Linked DNA regions of Rattus norvegicus: region 1 is linked to region 2. A link is a contact called in public Hi-C data. All regions are on one chromosome and are shown on one strand. The core of a region is the stretch at or near the end of the contact, and the rest is flanking DNA. Distances in the headings are between cores, read along the strand shown.

The links. Hi-C and Micro-C count contacts between places; a contact is called where the count stands out from the background.
Region 1: a Hi-C map of liver shows a contact between it and region 2, with 2.8 times the contacts expected there. The contact joins the promoter of Lrp6 here to the enhancer-like site in region 2. A contact is called at or near these places in 3 of 12 Hi-C or Micro-C datasets (kidney, liver and psoas muscle).

The regions. Positions count from the first base shown.
Region 1 is chr4:169,129,808-169,134,416 of GRCr8, forward strand. It overlaps Lrp6 (LDL receptor related protein 6), which reads right to left and starts at 1,909. Exons shown (of 23, transcript NM_001401820.1): 1 at 1,569-1,909. The coding sequence starts at 1,623.
Region 2 is chr4:169,088,169-169,093,063 of GRCr8, forward strand. All of the region lies in intron 2 of Lrp6 (LDL receptor related protein 6), which reads right to left. Among named protein-coding and RNA genes, the nearest start is that of Lrp6, 41 kb to the right of the region's middle. Within about 2 kb of position 1,908, at least 15 of the 93 cell types and tissues checked have an H3K27ac peak or open chromatin away from gene starts, as enhancers often do. A contact at or near this core is called in liver, where this site is marked.

The DNA of each region.
Region 1 (4,609 bases), core at 659-3,158, 42 kb after region 2:
ATTATTATGTTACATTTAGAGTAAGCTCCACTTCGGACAGTTACCTCTCCTTGATCTTGTTACACAATACCATACTTCACTGTCTCTTAACCCAAGTCAGGAATCTACTCAACTCTAGACTCAAACCTGTTATCAAAATAAACAAACAACCCTATGCCCCCTCTAAGAACTACAACTAGACTTCCAGACGCTGAAGCCATCTGAAGTTACCGATTTAGATTTTCCCAACTCTAAATCAATCCACTGGTTCCACATTTTTAACCCTTAGGAAGCTGTCAATCACAGTCACGTGTCAATTATAACCTCACAGCATAGAGTTTACTGTAACAAAATAAACACATACTTATTAAATCTCTTGAGTATCTAATAATATTGAGTTCTCTGCCGTGGAAATTAGACAGCAATTATATTTCTGGTGTTTACAAGTAGGACTAAGCAATTCGGGATATGCTTATTTTTAGAAAAATTTTTTTCCATTGTTGGTTACTATCCTACTTTGGGAACTTCCATACTCCTGAAGGACTTAAGACATTTAGCCTGTTAAATTAATAACTAAGAATCCCAGAGAGGTCCCATTAACTGGCACAAATGAAGTTAACAAAAAACGAACTACAAGATACAGTGACAACCAAGCACCTCAATTCTTGCACGGGTAACACACTCAACGGCACCCCCACACAAACCTCCCCATCTCTCATCAACTGACGAAGACCGGTCCACAAGGTCTCCTTTGCAAACTGTCACACAACAAAAGTCAGGACGTGTGTCTCAGCTTCGCCGTCCAATTCCAAACACCCCAGAGCCACTACATTTAAGCGATTCCCATAGCAAATTACCCAGGGCATTCTCTGTTATTACCAAAGTGCCAAGCAGTTCCCAGGGGTGCCCAGCAAATGATAATTTAGTTCCCAGGATAGGCTCCTCGCCACACAAGGATGACTTCCCTACTTGGTGCCAACTGTACACTTGCACACTCCGAAAACAGGGGGCGAGCCCTGAATAGCAAGGGTTACGAGGGCAACGTCTGTATTTTTATTATAGGCTCAGAAGATTCCCCAATGCTGAAAAGCGCGACCTATAACCCTAGAGTCAATTTCCAACTGTGCTCTCCCCCAGGACCATTCTACCCCAAACAGAAGCCAATCGTTAGTTTTAACAAGGCCTAGAGAGGAGAGGAGAGAAAAAAAATCGTGGGGTTTAAAGAAGAAGAAAAAAGTTCACCTAAGAGACACGGGAAAGGTGAGGGCTTCGAGGGAGAGGGAGGTCAACACCAACGGTGCTGAAACGCGAACTACAAAAGACCCTTTCTGCCCTGGAGTGCAGGGCAGCGGGGCACGGTCAGTCATTCCGATGGAGTGCGGGGGGTCAGGGGTTCCCCCCAAGGCCCGCAGCTTTGTCCGGCCGCGCCGCGGGGCCGGCCAGGGGTGTGCGCTGCGGCCGGGCGCGGCCCCCGACCGCGGGCCCCTTCCTCGCGCGGCTCCCCAGCGCCAGGCCTCTCCCCGCCGCTGTCCCCGCCACCTCCCCTCCCCCTTCCCGGACCCCGGCAACTTTCCCCGGCCTCGCCTCACCTCTCAGCAGCACGCAGAAGCTGCAGGCCAGGAGGCTCCTCAGCACGGCCCCCATCTTCCCCCCCACCGCGCGCGCTCGCGGCCCTCACCGGCGACCGGCGGCCAGGGGACGCGCGGGCGAGGAGCCGGGGCGGCCGCCGCAGCGGCGGGTCTGCACGCTCATGCTTTCCGCGGCCGGGAGAAGAAAGAAAAGGGCGCACGTCAGGGATCTAGCGCGCCGCTCCGGCCCGGGCTCGCGCGACGCCAGCGCCTGCCCCCATGCCGCCGCCTCCTCCCGCGGCGCCCCACGTCCCCCGCGCGGCGCCTCATTCAGCCTCTTCCTCTCGCAGCGGCGCAGGGATCCGCCGCGGGGCCGCCGCCGTCTCCCTGCGCGCCCGACCTCCTCCTCAGCGCGCCGCGGCCAGACCCCCGGAGCCGCGGCCGCCGCGCGCGCTGACTCCCCGCGGAGCCCCCGCGAGGTGGGCCTCGCGAGCCCCGCCAGGCTGAGGGGGAAAGGTCTTCCCGAGGCGCATTCCGATGGGATTCTTTCCCGGGGCGGCGGAGGGCGTGAGGCGACGTCGGCCGACACTGAGGCCGGCGTGGTCGGGACTACTTTCTGCGTCCCGGCCCGTCGCCGCCCGCGCCGCTCTTTGTGCGCCCGGCCGCGGAGCCAGGTGGAGCTGCGGGCTCCGGGCTGTCCGGGACGTAGGAAAATCAAAGTGCAAGTGCGGCTTACACTCGCTCGAAGCCGCGGACGAGGTTGAAGGGTGTGCAGAAGCCAACGCGGAGCAGAACCCTAATGGGTTGAATTGGGGATCATCATAGGGAGTAAAATAAACAGGACTCAGACTTTTAAAAAAAAAGTATGTTTTCTCTCAGTGTGGAGCCTGCTTTACATATACACATAAAGTCACACGCATGGGAAAACGACCAGACTTGAATAGACAAAGATTGTAGGATTTTTATACACATAAATAAGGTTTACTCAGACAAGTATTCCCTCATATGCGGATCTAGGGTGTGTGTGTGTGTGTGTGTGTGTGTAGTAATGCTTTTATATATGAGTTAACACATTGATGATAAAAAGATAAAAGTGTGACTATCTGGGGGAAAAGAATGAAGCTAATGGTGGGGGAAGAGGCACACATCGAGGTTAATACCTTAAAAAAAAATTACATGCTTGAATTGTATCCGTCATTACATGCAAGAAAAAAATTAAAGAAAAAAACAGAATTTTTTTTAACTTGTCTTCCAAGAAATACAATTTTTTTTTGTGAACTAACCTGACAAGAACTAAAGCTTTCTAAACTGAGAGAGAAAATCCTTAGATAAAGGCATCAGTACCTAAGAGCAAAGAGAAAATAAAACATGGCTGTTGGACAGTGGGTTTACAAGTTTGAGGAAAAGAAAAAAGAAAAGCCCCCACAACAACCTCTACCACTACTAGTGCAGTGGGCATTCCCAAGTAATGGCCCAGATGCCCTCTGCATTCACCTGGCCAGCTTCTGCCTTAGGCTGGCCAGCTCCAAGAATTAACCATAAGAAAACCATTAGCTGCCTTCTGTCCAGCCTTCACACACCTTTTCTGAAGGCAAATGGGTAGGGGCTCATCTAGGACTTGCAAGCACATTATCAGATGGGCCACTCGGAGCTCACCTGAGATAAGACTGGCTGTTCTGTGATCCCCTTGGCACACATGAAGAAAATGAGAATTTGAGACACTCAGTGACTTATCAAGGCCACTCGAGTCCTGAGTAACAGAACCTGAAGCAACCAGCTTGGAGGATTGTACAAGAGTGTTGGGAGATGTTTGCGGGGAAGGCTGACAAGTTAGCTCAGTGGGTAAAGGCACTTGTCACCAAGCCTGACAGCCTGAGTTCAATCCCTAGGACCCACATCGTGGAAGGAGAGAACTCACTCCTTCAAATGGTCCTCTGGCCTCCACTTACATGATACATGCTGTGTGATACTCACCCTCTCCGATACACACACGATTTTTTTGTAAACAAACGCAAAAGGTTCGCAGGCAGTTAAGCTTAAAAGTGGTGAAAATGGAGAACAGAGGGGGGATATGGTGTGGTGGCAGGTGTACTGAGGGGAGTAACTGAAAACCTCAATTATGATGATGTAATATATATGCACAGACCTATCACATATTTGAGAAAATACCAGAAATGATAACACAAAAGTAGGTGTTGGGACAGAGGTGTACTTTTCTTCCCTGTCCTTTAATAGATTGTGTTTTTATTTCCTAAAGATACTGGAGTGAACCTCTGTAATATAAGCCTACCAAGGATGCAATTCTTATTGTAAAACTGATTTGTCACTCAGCCATTTAATTGCACATTAGACACGGTCCCCTGGGCTGTGTTGGTGTTTTAACAATGAAACCATCGTCCTCACACTCCAGCTAACAAACCTGACTTGGAAACACTTGAGTTAAAATGTTACACTTGCTAGCTGTAGACACTCTTGAGTCTGCCTAGATACTTCAAAGACTGGGAAAATACCTGGAGAACCCTGGCTTGAAATGTCCTTTGAGAGTCTGCTCAGCTGACCAGGCCACGAAGCATCCCAAGTAGAAGCAGGGCAGGTGCAAATGGGATTTAAAAGTGGCTCCATCTTGCTACAGTATGGGGGCTTTTGTAGAATGTCAAGAAAAGAAGGTGGACCATTACAGAGGAATTGTGTTTATCACTAGAGAATGTTGTCTATTCATTTTATTTGTTAATTCATTTGTTCATTTATTTGGGGGTTTTGAGGCCGACTTTCATGTAACCCAGGATGACGTTCAATTCTCTGTATAGCCAAGGATGACCTTGAACTCCTGATCCTCCTGCCTCCATCTTCCAAATGTTTGGATGACAAGACAGTTGTCACTTCACCCGGCTTAATATAAAACTCTGTAAGCCAAGCTAAGTTTGGGGATGTTGAGGAATTTTGCATATGGCAGTGAACTCTGTCAAAGAGACAGTCAACAACAGGCCTGAGGAGTGAAGAGGTGGTGATTTGGGGAAGCAAGACGTCAAAAGAGAAGGGTTTGCGAAGAGAGAGGCGCTGAG
Region 2 (4,895 bases), core at 658-3,157:
ATCACTAACTAGGTCTAGGAACTCAGAGAGAGGCCTAAACTTGATTTTTTTTTAACGGGGGAGAGAGGGATGGATGCCCATGTGGTTTGGAGCAGGGTCTGTTTTTCACTGCTGCATACACTAGGCTACTTGGCAGCTTCTGCCTTACTGGGCTTCTGAGAATCCACACTGAGACATCTCTCCAGCCCCAACCCGTGTTCTTAAGACACTGGGAAGACATTAATGCATTGGCCGATTTGCATTCTATACACAGGACCACAGCAGCTAATTCTACTTAGAGAATAGACCCACAGACATTACTTAGGAATCCACTCTGATTTCCGTGTGGAAGTGTGGGAGAGCAATGAAGCAGTAGCAGTGTCGGCAGAACAAGAGGGACACTATTATAGAGGCCACCTTTCCAGAACCATCTCCTACTGTCTCCTGCTTCAAACCCCATGCAAGAGTAACAGACGTCTTCCTCTTGCTGGTGACTTCTTGTGGTACTCCCTTCACAAAGACAGAGGCACAGCTCAGCCAAAAACGCTAGACAGTATCCCTGGCCTTGTCTCTGTCTGACCCTGTCCTAAACACAGTGATTCAATGTTCTTCCCAAAAGATATCATACAGCTCCTTACCTCCGTATTTTAGCATATACCATCCTATCCTACCCTAACTTAAAATGCCAGCGAGCACACTAATAACCCAAGAGTTGCAGCGTCTCCCATGCTGGTCGCTCCACACAATTTAAAACAGATGCATGAGCAGCTACTGAGAAGCTAAACAGGTATCAACCCTGGAGAGCAGAGGGCCTACCTGTCCGGCTTGAGCGTTTTTTTGTTTTGGTTTTTTTGATGGAGGGAGGCGGGGGGTGGGGGGTGTGGGGAGCATATCTTATGCAAGCTGTCACAACCCCTGCATGTTTGTATGTGCAACTGACTTTGGTATATTCAGAAAACAGTTTCCTTTAAGTCATCTACCACGGCTGGCTCTAACAACATTTCCGCCATCCTGATCTTAAATTCCCATGAATAAAGGTAATGTGTGTCCTAATCATGTGGCAGACTTGCTACTGATTTAACCTTGGGGAACTTTTTAAAGATGTCTAAGCTTTGATTTTGTAACCTGTGTAAGTAGTAGCCAGATACTGACATGCTTTAACTTTTTCCTTAATATCTTAATAAAATGAAGAGACCAAGTAGATTGTTCTTTGAGACCTGACTTATTTACAAGTTTGTTTGTTTCAATTGTGTCATCTCCTTTTATAGTCACTATCATCTCTTAATCATCCTTTCAATCAATATCAGGGGAAAAAACACAAGCAAGACTCAAACTGTAGCAAAACTGTGCCCGAACCCCAGGGGCATCCTTCTCCCTCACAAAATGCTGTCACAGATACTTGACACTGGACAGGGAGGAGCCAGCCAGCAGCTAAACTACTTCCCTGTCCTTAACCCTCCACTTTATGAGGCAGAGCCACATCTTGAAAGAACAGAAACAGAACACCAGACATTTGCTTTCCAATCCTCCCCTGCAATCAGTGCACAAACCGAATCGGTCACTGCCAATCAGAGAGACGAACCTCAACTTGTGACTGTGATGCAAACATCTGCATTTAGGCTCAGGCTCAAGGACCTGGAGTTGGGAGGTGAGCCTGGGTCAAACAGCAAACTCCAGGCCAGCCTATGCCAAACAGAATTGTTTTTATTTCAAAAGCAGAAAGGAAAATGAAGTGTAAGAGGAGGAGGCCGAGGCAGAGGAGAAGGAAGCAGCAGAAAGCACCACAGCACTTTGCTCCCAGGGAGGCTGCAGGTCCCTCGCCCTGATTAGTCCTTCTTTAACCCGATTTCTGCAGGGAGCCACAGGAGTTCCAGGGCTGTGTGTCAGTGCCAACAGAGGACAGCATACTGCTAACAGTGCTGCCCACAGGAGCCACCAGGGTGTGCTCTGAGCACTGCTCCCAAGAGAGCCCAACCCAAGTTCTACTGCTCAGGAAATTCTACAAGTAACTCAACAGCTTTGTTTAACCTACAATCTTTTCGTGACTAAACTAAAAAAGGTTCTCTTTTATTAAAACTATGAATGCTAACACACTCTCTTAAACCCAAAGTCATCCCAACAATCCCTTTAGAGCTTCCTGCTTCTAACAAAGGGAACTTTCAAGTCACACAGTTTCCCACAATCAGTCTGCCAATGGTGGCCTGACTTCCCTTGCTGTGCAGGGACCAAGATGATATCTTGATGAAAACGGATAAGGGAGCAAAGGCAGACGAAAAGGCCAACCTAGCATTAACGTGATACTTATTTGGTCACCATAGTCAGGGAAACAACAGGACTGAGAGAAACCATGGCGGTCAGCCTTACCCATACATACATTCGTAACCATAAGGAGGGGAGGCTGCAATACAGCTATGAGAGAGCCACTTAGTTCTTAGATATTTAAAAGCTAAAATTCTTATGAGCAAGTTCTCTTTAGCATGTTTTCCTCCCTGCCTCCGAACACACAAACAACAGCAACTACAGCAAGTATGCGCCTGCACAGGAATTTCCATCCTTGGCAACTTACTAAAAGCAGCACTGACCTGGATTCTTCCCCCAGATATTCTCATTTCATTTTGGCCTGAGCTGGAGCCAGGAACCAATGTACTCTTTTTTAATTATTTTTGTTAAGAGTACAAAGTACTACATTTCATTATGGCATTTTCATACAGAACTCGTTTTTGTTGATCTTCTCCCCCAACTCCAACCCCACACTCACAGCCACATATGTGCATGTACACACATTAAAAGCTAAGAGCTACAGAGGACGCAGACCACGTGGCTCTTTATCTTTCTGAGTCTGTGTCACCTCACTGAATCATTCCAGAGACATCTACTTCAAATCACATTTGTATTTTTCTTTATGGCTGAGTGAAATTCCATCCAATCAAACAGAAGCTAGGAAGATGACTCAGTGGGTAGAGCACTTGTTCGGTGAGCCTAACTATCTCGGTTTAGACCCCAGTACCCATATAAAAGCCAGACTCAGCAGGGCACATATCTGTAACCCTAGCACATTCCAACCAGGAAATGAGAGGCAGAGACAGGAAAACCACTAGAAGCTTGGGAGCCAGGTATATGCAGGTGTGTACAACCAGAGACCCTGTCTCAACATGTGGAAGGTGAGACTACACCAGCACATGAATACATGTGCACATGTGTGTACACACACACACACACACACACACACACACACACACACACACACAGGAAAGTGTACAGAGAGAGGGAGATGACAGACAGACAGAGACAGAGACAGACACTGAGTTAGTTCCAGACAGGCAGACAAATATGGTGGTCCACACCTGTATTTACAAGCAAGACTCTATCTTTAAAAAAAAAGAAAAGAAAGGCTGGAAGGAAAAAAGTTGCCACAGAATTCTAATATATCGAGACAAAGTTTAACCAGTAAAGCAGAATGTAATTCTTCTCAACACCTGTCTACCCATCATGCTCTGTTCTTATATGGTGACATTAATGAGCTGGACTCATTAACCAGCTGACTTAAAACACTAGCCTCAGGTGGCCCAAAAGCTCTGTAAGCCCACATAGTGTATCAACACACAAAACAAACCCGCCCACACATCAGCTTTCCACTTCTTGGAATGTCTGAGAATGGGAACTTTAAAACTTCACGAAGACCACTTAAAATTTAACTGAAAATATTTAGGGTTAGAAAATATCCCGAAATTCTCCTGTAACCTTTTAAGACTTTTTAGTAGCTGATTCTTTATAGAGAGAGATTTTAGTTTGTAATTCATCTGATATACTCTAGTTTGTCTTTGCTAATAAAGCTGGTGTAATAACTGCTCTTTAAATTTTGTCTTTATAGAAAATACAGTCAAATGGCAATGTTTCGATCACTCAAAACATGCAACTTACTATAGTCTCTTTGACACTGTGCTGCTTTAGTATTAGTTAACTACCTTTGGCTACATGAAAAGTATGGAGAAGTTTGTAAAAAAAAATGAATTTTTTAAATAATTAAGAAATTTGTCCATTTCTGAATAAGTCAAGTAAGAGACTAATTTCTTAGACCTGGAGAAATGGCTCATCAGTTAAAAGCACTGTTCCTCAGAAGACCTGGGTTCAATTCTCAGCATTTAGATGCTGGCTCACAAGCATCTGTAGCCCCAGTCCCAGGGCAATAGGCACTAGAAACCAAGACTGGGCAGCAGATATGCACATGTTTTGCACACACAGGCAAAACACCCAACACAAAAAATAATATTTTATAAGAAACCAATTCTTACAACTTAAAAAAAAACTGCATTACTCAAAAAGCAACTGAAGTAGGTGTGGTGTCCACCTGCAATCTTAGCCCTCAGAAAGCTAAAACCGAAGAAAAACAAGTTTGAGGCCAGCTTGGACTACACAGAGACCCTGTTCTTTAAAAAGGAAGACGGAAAGACAGATTTGAACATTTAGATATGTATTTCATTTTGAATATTCATAGCAATCAGATGAAAGGCACTCACTCAAGAGAGGAGAAATAGAATACACTGGTTAAAGGGGAATTATGGCACAGGAGTTAAGAGCACTAGCTGCCTGCTCTTACTGAGGACCAGGGTTCAATTCCCAGCACCCACATAGCAGCTCATAACTATCTGTAAGTCCAGTCACTGGGATCTGACATCCAGGCAAAACACACATACACATAAAAATAAGTAAATAAGGGGCTGGGGATTTAGCTCAGTGGTAGAGCGCTTACCTAGGAAGGGCAAGGCCCTGGGTTCGGTCCCCAACTCCGAAAAAAAGAACCAAAAAAAATAAATAAATAAATAAAATAAAATAAGTAAATAAAAATTTTAAAGGGGAATTGTGGAATAGAAAAGGATAAATTGTGGTGAGGAAGATGAGGGCTGGGAAGAGGAGGG